2 separate regions of the Mus musculus genome follow, and region 2 is linked to region 1. The links are chromatin contacts, called in public HiChIP or PLAC-seq maps. All regions are on one chromosome and are shown on one strand. Each heading gives the region's core, a stretch centred on a gene start, on an enhancer-like site or on the middle of the called end of the contact. The rest is flanking DNA. Distances are from core to core; before and after follow the strand shown. Region 1 overlaps Ly86 (lymphocyte antigen 86). Region 2 has its middle 26 kb from the start of Rreb1.

Evidence for each region. HiChIP or PLAC-seq counts read pairs in DNA pulled down with a chosen protein or histone mark.
Region 2: a contact with region 1 is called in an H3K27ac HiChIP or PLAC-seq map of microglia, with 6 times the contacts expected there. The contact joins two enhancer-like sites. A contact is called at or near these places in 5 of 115 datasets of contacts at active chromatin or transcription factors (the 230-238 cell line, astrocytes, bone marrow-derived macrophages and 2 more) and 1 of 9 other capture datasets (embryonic stem cells).

What each region holds. Positions count from the first base shown.
Region 1 is chr13:37,408,583-37,413,072 of GRCm38.p6, reverse strand. The region is part of intron 3 of Ly86 (lymphocyte antigen 86); the gene reads right to left. Among named protein-coding and RNA genes, the nearest start is that of Gm4035, 24 kb to the left of the region's middle. Within about 2 kb of position 1,937, at least 3 of the 459 cell types and tissues checked have an H3K27ac peak or open chromatin away from gene starts, as enhancers often do. A contact at or near this core is called in microglia, where this site is marked.
Region 2 is chr13:37,860,963-37,865,452 of GRCm38.p6, reverse strand. It overlaps a transcript of Rreb1 not described here. Among named protein-coding and RNA genes, the nearest start is that of Rreb1, 26 kb to the left of the region's middle. Within about 2 kb of position 1,807, at least 52 of the 459 cell types and tissues checked have an H3K27ac peak or open chromatin away from gene starts, as enhancers often do. A contact at or near this core is called in microglia, where this site is marked.

The sequences.
Region 1 (4,490 bases), core at 688-3,187:
GCTGCCCTCTTGATGATCCCCTTCCACCTCCAAACTATCCTCTTTATGTTGTTTTCTCTGTGTGCTTGGTTCCTGTGGGTATGCATACTGTATATCCATTTTATTGCTCTTTTGTGGCCCAGGGCAAATGGCTTGAGCCAAGATGTATTGGTACTTGCTACACCAGTTTGACTCCTGGCAGGTTGCATGCACACACCCATCCAGGAGCTCTTTGTATACTCAAAATGAAGGGGACACACACACACACACTCACTCACACACACACACACACACACACACACACACACACACACACACACACACACACACCAGTTAATTTTTTGATATACTGTGACTACCTCAAAGGTTGGGAACTCTTAAACCTTCCCCTGCTAGCAAATGCTCTCCTCCAATGCTCCTGAGACTTCTAAAGCTTCCCTTGCTAACCCAGGCCCAATCTGGGAAGTGGCCAGTGGTCACTTTCCCAAATTCTTACATGGCTGGTTGACTTTCTCTTCTGCAGCTCTTACATTCCATCCTTCTCTCCCAAGTCATGGCGATCCTCTCTCTTCCCTTTTCCCAGTCCCTAGCCTGTGCAAATCTAAAGGTCCTGCTTCAGTCTGCCTGGCCAGCCATTGGCTGTTGGCTCTTTATTGACTGATCAAAAACCAATTGGGGACAAGAACCTTCAGTGTTTGGACATACAAATTCCTGATTTTGGGGGCTGGATGAATTCAAAACATTGGAACCAATCCCCAACACTAAGATGCAGAGGTAGATGGGTGTCAGGCCCAGATCTCTTTGTCACTAGCAAAGTGACAGTGGGCAATCTTGGCACTCAGATTCTAGACTCACAAAATAGAAATAGAAATCTTCCAGCAGGGCTCAAGGAGGACTAGAGACCTTGGCTGTAGCCTCATCCAGCAGTGTGGTCCTCCGGAGGGATAATGGCAGTTGTCACTAGTTGATTGTTAGCCAGCTCACAGGAGGCTCACTTGCTGGATTCTGACAGCTGCGATGACACCCAGTTTTGGAAAGTCTTGTGCAGCAGCATCTGTTTTTCTTTTTCACATTTTCAGTTTCAAACATGGATGGATCTAGCTGTTCGAAGAACACTGTTTGGATGGTGCCTGTTCTTCTCTGATGCTCACTTAACGCCCCAGGGCTTTGCCAGTTTGTGCTCTTCTTCACTCCTAACAGGTCCTTCTTTGGGAGAGCTTTTCATTAAATTGGTTTTTCTATGCTTCACGCTTTCGACTAGAGCTTTTTTGGGGTCCACGAAGCTCCTGAAAATAGCTGCGAGTAACTTGGGGAAGTGACTTTTTGTTGTTAGCTCGACAAAACAACACCTAAAATTAAACTCTCTTCCCTTCCCTTCTCAGGCCCTCTTCGTTTCTGAGATTCCTTTAATTAACATTCTCACCCTCTATACTATAAAAAGATTCCCAGGATACTCTCACCTATTTCTTCCTTTCCCTCATTGAAAAACTTCTAAAAATTGGCCTTTCCCCCTCTCTTTATTAAAGAGAGTAAACTGACTTTAGTTCAACTGAACTTAAGTTGATTGCCTTTTTGTTGGGTGAGGGATTGACATCATGTTTACTATGCAAGTGCTGGACCACGAAGCTCCACTCCTACTCCAGAAACTGACTTTTATGGTAGGAACACAAAGGCCCCATAGGATCTGGACGACATGGGCTTGGGGTGAAGGTTTGTGCTCTGTTCCCTCCTTTGACCTTGGGGTGAAGGTCTGTGCTCTGTTCCCTCCTTTGACCACCCCTGGTCTCCAGGGCCCACACTGATCCCAGCCTCTCTGCTCATAGTATCCCTGCTCATCTGTTCCTGGACTGCTTCTGTAGTTCTCTTCAGTAATGACAGAATGGGTGGGAGTAAGCCCTTATTGGGTGATTCTCATGACCTCAGTGAGAAACCAGTACACTGAAACGCTCTATTTCAAGGTCTTTAGTTCTGGCTGCACCGGTCCAGTCCTTGCTAGGTTCAGTTAATTATTCTGTACTGCTGGTGGGTAGGAGAGCCATGTTTACAGCAGATTCCACTGAGCTTAGCCAATTGCTCCATCCCTTTGTTCTCTGAAACCAATGCAGAGGCTGGAGCAAGCGAAAGTGCTTGGAAATGACGGTGCTCTTAGCATGGTGGTGCTCCCATGTGCCCTTCCCCCAGCCTTGAGTAGGCTAAACAGACCCACAGTGGTTTTAAGACCTGCTGCATTTGTAATTTCCTACAGGAGCTTTGAAGAGTAGACTGCCCATTGAGCTTGCTTTGCAACACAATCCAGCTGAACCAAATGGTGCTTTGTTTCCGTGGGCTTTCCCTATATAAACATATTGCTGAATAATTAAACTTGGAGCCTTGATCAGAAATTTTGTCTTGGCTTCATCCTTCTCTCACACACTGTCCTTTTATATTTCTAGATCCCCTTTTAGGTAGACCCAGTTCTGCATGGCCACTGGACAGTTTCACTCCCAGAGTGGTGAACTTGATTGACAGCCTTTGTATCCTTCCTCAGGCCTTCCTAGGCCCTCATTAGAATTCCACTTTCTTAATATTTAAGCATTGTTATAGTGTTTTAACACTGTTAGTGTAGGCTAACAATTATGATGCCAAACCTATTAGTTTATGCAGAAGAAGGGCTTTATTTAAAACGACTATTATGTTTATGTGCTATGCTGGCGATTGAACAGAGGGCTTTTCCACGTGAAGCAAGTGCTTGATCGCTGAGCTACAACTCTCAGCCCTTATTTATGTGTTCACTCAGACTTTTTCTCAGGGCTTGAAACCAGCACATTTATTTTATGGTTGACCACTGACATCCTCAAGGGGAACTGGATGTGCAACAGCTTCGGTCTTGGGTGTAGCTGTTGTTGCTGTGTGGACTCCAAGTCTGAATCTTCGATAGGCATCTCACCCCATCCTGGTCGTACTTCCTCTCTGCTTTGACTCTCCAGTTATACTTTCAGGTCGGTGCCAGCACTGGGTCACCTTGGGTGCAGAGTTGGCGGACACCCCCAAAGTTCCCTAGAGGACTTTCCACGCAATCTGAAGACCACTGGTGAGTGGAACACAACTTCTGTTTCAATCCAATCGTGCGGGACCTGAGACAGCATTAGGAAAGCAGGAAACCCGGCCTGACCAGGGTCACAAGTCCCTTCTGGTCGGCGCCAGCACTGGGTCACCTGGGCACAGAGTCGGCAGACACCCCCAAGGTCCCTAGAGGACAGCTTCTGAGACAGACCCAATTTTGGGTTCCAGACATCTGGGCACCTTCCCTGCCAGAGGAGAGGTGTCTGCCCTTCCCAGGAGGGCTTTGCCGGAGCACCTTGGGGAGACATCTTGTTTCCCGGATCCCTCTGAGACTAGTCTGTGCAGGTGAGAGTGTGGACTACAGAAGCTAACAGCTTCTGTGACAGGCCGAAGCAACACAGCTTCTGGAACAGGTCCTGTTTTGGGCCTCATCTTTGCTAGGAGGGAGTTCTGAACTCCAGATATCTGTGTACCTTCCCTGTAAGAGGAGAGCTTGCCTGCAGAGAGTGCTCTGAACACTGAAACTCAGAGGAGAGAGCTAGTCTCCCAGTTCTGCTGATAGAGGCTAACAGAATCACCAGAGGAATAATCTCTAACCAGAGACAACTATAACAAGTAACTCCAGAGAATTGCAGGAAAATACAACGAAACAGGTGATGGAATTGAATAAAACCATCCAAGACCTAAAAAGGGAAGTAGACACAAAAAAGAAAACTCAAAATGAGGCAACACTGGAGATAGAAACCCTAGGAAAGAAATCTGGAACCATAGATGCGAGCATCAGCAACAGAATACAAGAGATGGAAGAGAGAATCTCAGGTGCAGAAGATTCCATAGAGAACATCAGCACAACAATCAAAGAAAATGGAAAATGCAAAAAGATCCTAACTCAAAACATCCAGGAAATCCAGGACACAATGAGAAGACCAAACCTACGGATAATAGGAGTAGATGAGAATGAATATTTTCAACTTAAAGGGCCAGTAAATATCTTCAACAAAATTATAGGAGAAAACTTCCCAAACCTAAAGAAAGACATGCCCATGCACATACAAGAAGCCTACAGAACTCCAAATAGACTGGACCAGAAAAGAAATTCCTCCTGACACATAATAATCAGAACAACAAATGCACTAAATAAAGATAGACTATTAAAAGCAGTAAGGGAAAAGGGTCAAGGAACATATAAAGTCAGGCCTATCAGAATTACACCAGACTTTTCACCAGAGACTATGAAAGCCAGAAGATCCTGGAAGGATGTTATACAGACACTAAGAGAACACAAATGCCAGCCCAGGCTACTATACCCAGCCAAACTTTCAATTACCATAGATAGAGAAACCAAAGTATTCCATGACAAAACCAAATTCACACATTATCTTTCCACAAATCCAGCCCTTCAAAGGATACTAACAGGAAAAAACAAACAAACAAACAAAAAAACCCATTCCAAGGACAGAAACCACGCC
Region 2 (4,490 bases), core at 558-3,057, 450 kb before region 1:
TAATTTTAAAAAACCTCAATGGCATCCTGGAGCTGGGTTGATGTCTCAACAGTTAAGAGCATGTGTGTGTTCTTACAGAGGACCCAGGTTCTCATATATGTGCGGTCACATATATAACAGCTCACAAGGTCTGATGCCCTCTTCTGACATCCACATGTGATGCATAGACGAACTTTCAAGCAACACACTCATACACATAAAATAAATCTTTTCTAACATACCATTCTAGCTATGAACACAAAAGACAATTCACATTAAGACCATAATTAAGACTGGGATGGAGAGATGGCTCAGTGGTTAAGAGCACTGACTGCTCTTCCAGAGGTCCTGAGTTCAATTCCCAGCAACTACATGGTGGCTCACAACTGTCTGTAATGGGATCCGATGCCCTCTTCAAGTGCATCTGTGACAGTGTACTCATATACATAGAATAAATAAAGAAGGAAAGGAAGGAGAGGGAGGGAGGAAGGGAGGGAAGGAGAGAGGGAGGGAGAGAGGGGGGGGAGAGAGAGAGAGATATCAGCTCCTCTTAGCCTTAAAAAAAAAAACACAACTATAATTAAGACTATAAACAAAGCCAGGTGTTAGTGTCAGCTGACTCACATGCACTGTGTCACTTGGGTATGTGGAGGTGGCCCTGGCTGTCTGGATTTGTAGATCAAGTTGGCCTCAAATTCAGAGCTCCACCTGCCTCTGCATTCTGAGTGCTGGGATTAAAGGCCTGTTTGAGAGCTACACAGAGAAACCCTGTCTCCAACAAACAAACAGTAAAAATATTGCTAGCATACTACACAAATCAAGGTTAGGGAGTTACTGCCGGGATTTCTTAACACTTGCGTGGCTTTTGAAAACTATAAATCACCACCATATATACTATTCACCACACTAGCTCTCACTCAGTCTGTACTGGAGAGTGCCAAGTGAGTTATCTCCCCAAAAGTGAGTCAACCCCATGTTAACCAGGCTGCTGTGGTCTCCATAGTGGCATCAGGTCATCTGGATTTTCTAAGCAGCATCTAATACTGATGAATTACTACTAATAATTAGCAATTACCTAGAAACAAATGTAGAGTGCACCACGTGCTTGCAAAAGGAAGCCAGGAGAGGGCGTCAGATCTCCTGGGGCTGGAGGTGCAGCCAGTTCTGAGCTGCCATGTAGGTGCTGGGAACAGAATCTGAGTCCTCGGCAGAGTAGCCAGTGTTCTTGACTGCTGAGTCATCTCCTCAGACATCTGTTTGGACTTTGTTTATTTTTGAGACAGGGTCTCCCTAAGTACATCAGTCTGGCTTTGAACTCACAGAGCCCCATCTGACTCCAGAATGTTAACCACTTTTTAAATATGAACTTACTGATGCTTTTGAAGAAACTTTTAACTTATTAGCTTGCACTACTTGGAGAAACACCATTATGTAAGTTAAAAGGATGAGATTACAAAAGAAAGAAAGAAAGAAAGAAAGAAAGAAAGAAAGAAAGAAAGAAAGAAAGAAAGAAAGAAAAAGATAGCTTTGTTCTACTGCATTAAGAACTCCTCAGTGAGGTTTGATAGAAGCAGTGTCTTATCAGCCTTGGAAAGGAGAGGATGGGACAATTAACTGTCACACAGTCAGATACAGATCCGCTCTGATGAGGCCAATGAAAGAAAGCAAAACAGAAGTCCCAACTTGGCAACCATCTTTTCCCTCAAGTTATTTACATGAGTCCTGAGGGAAAAAACACTCCGGGGAGTAGGAGTGTAAGCGGGGTGGGGCAGGGGGCACGGATCTCTTATCTGAGCCACAAACGCTCTGATGGGCACTCCAAGCTCATATACAGTATTCGAGGTGTGGGACAAAGGGACTGCACTTGTTTCTCACTGTCACCTCGACTCGGCCAACCCTGCTCTGTCAGGTTCTGAAGGCTGCCATCAGTCCCACAGAAGCTACATGTCCTGCCTTGACCATCTAATATGATACGTGGTAAATAATCTGGACAGCTCAGCAAGGCTGAGAGGAAACAGAAGGAAAACCTCTCTGTAGCCACCGAGAACGGCTACATGTTCCAGGGTATGTCACCCTAACGACATAAAAGGATGCTCTCTGAACAGTGGGAGATCAGGACCCATAAAACAAAACGTATGTGACACTAAAGACACTAACAAAAACAGACTTTTATTCTAAAACAGATGCACTCAGAGGATTCTGTTTTTCCTCCCATGACAGTAAAATTCTTTTAACTTTCAGAGTGCCAGGCAAACAAGAATCAGAAACATTGCAAACAGTGTAACTATGAAAAGCAAGAGCCTCTTTTTTTTTTCTCCCCCTCCCCAAAGACAGCAGGCCACAAGACACCAGAAATAGCCCGTGTGAGTCTGCTTCTCTGAGCAAGAAAGGAACTGTGCATTAGGAGTGCTTCCCTTGTGATGTTATAGGGAGCTCAAGCGTGACTATATATGGTATGTTTATGGGATGAATGAATGCAAACACCATGGACAACTTATATCAAACACAAACTGGCCTGCGATGAAACCAGGTCTCCTGCATCCTAGGCCCCAGGACACCCCAGAAGTCAGAGCTCACTAAAGATGCTTCAAACAATGTCTTCTGACTTAGTGGCATTTGGGTAGCTCATTGCTCTCCGAGTCTGTGTGAATGCACACACTCCTTCTTCATTCCAGCCTCCACATTCTCCCTCCCTCCCTCCCTCCCTCCCTCCCTCCCAAGCTGTCCACTCCACAGTCCCACAGAGGCATAAATGCATACTCAAGAATGCTGCTGCTGAATAGGGCCTATGTTACATGACAGAGGGCACCATCGACTGCTTGAGAAACAGCTGGCCAGGCTGCCTGCCTGTCGCAGACAAGCTCCTCATCCGCACAAAGTATTTTATTCACATCAAGTGTTCTGACTAGGAGAGGGGAAGCCAGGCAGTGAGTTGGGGGTGCAGGGGGAGAGAGGGGGATGTAGGCGATAGTCCAAAGACGTTTTCAAGTCCTGAAAATGGTTAAGGGAAGGAGAGGGAAGAGGAGGAGGAGGAGGAGGGAGGAAGAAGAAGAGAAGGGGAGGAGGCAGGCTTCATCACTGACTTTAACAGTCTTGCCCAACCTGTTTTGTGGTATGTTCTGTTAACTCCTTTCTGGCAAATGGATGCAAACAGCAACCCCTTTCTTCCTTCTTCCTCTCCTCACAGCTATGTGGGCAGTTAAAGGCAGGCTTACAGAGAAAATACCACAGAGAAGAGCTAACCCCATTCCTCACGGGAATTCTGATCATATTGCTGAGACCTTCACTATCAGCTATGGGAGCCTTCATCCCATCACCTCCCAGGTCTCCTCCTTGGCCTCTACATGAGCATATCAAGCTTAAACTGCCCTGTTTCACTTGTCTTGCAGTCGGACAAAACACTGGGTTGTTTTTCTTTATCTTTCCAGTCTGCAGTTAGGCACTTATAGGGTTAATGGGTAGCCTCCAGACCAGAAACCTACCTGCTTAGAGCAACAGAAGCATCAACTAAGCCACACTGGCTGCTCTGACATAGGAAAGGCAGTTTCTACCTGCTGATAATTCCTGCTGGTGCTTTAGCTGCCTTTTCAAATGGCACACATAATTAAACACACACAAACTGTGGTAGAAGGCGAGCCATATGCAACTTTATGCATTTTAAAGGCACATATCAAAACCAAGCATAAAGTTGAGGACAGGGCTGAGAAAGCTGCTGCCCAGGACCTTTAAACATGAACTTGCTTTCCCCTCCCTCCCCCTCCCTACCACTCAGGAGACATCTTCACAGAAGAACAGTGAAGGGAGAAAGATCCCACACCAGACTGTACCTTCTTCCTGTACGTGTTTCAATACGCCAATTTTTAACAAAAACACAAACATAATGCAGGGTCTCCATAACTTCTCTGAAAGACAGATAAACATCCCAGAACAAAGGAGCCTGAAGGAGGCCAGCCTGGGCTACAGAGCAAGACTATCTCCAAACACACAGGCAGACAGGCAGACAGACAGACAGAGGGAGAGAATTTACTTAAGATTTAACTACATAGCTAGGGATGTGGTGTTTCATGCCTTTGGGCAGAGGCAGGTGGATCTGTGTGAGTTCAAAGCAAGCTCCAGGCCAGCCAAAGTGAGACCTTGGTCTGAAAAATAAAATGAACAAACCAAACCAAACCAAACCAGATCAAAGATTCAACAAGCAGAACTTCTTCATTTCCAGCAGCCCAACAGTGCCGTTATTAGAGGCCCGAGGATATCAATGCATGTAGGATCCATTGTTACAGGATGTTTAAAACATAGTAATCAGAAATTTGTGTCCTTGGCCCATCCAAGACCAACAATAGCTGGAAAGGTCAGTATGGACATGCAAACCAGAGCAGAAAGGGAAACTAATACTCTCTAGCTAGAATACCTTAAACTATAAAGAAGGAATAACTTCAATGTAAACACCTGCTGCAACCAATCAGGGCCCCAAACCAGCATGTGAGAGGAAAAGAAAACAGAAGTGAAAAAGC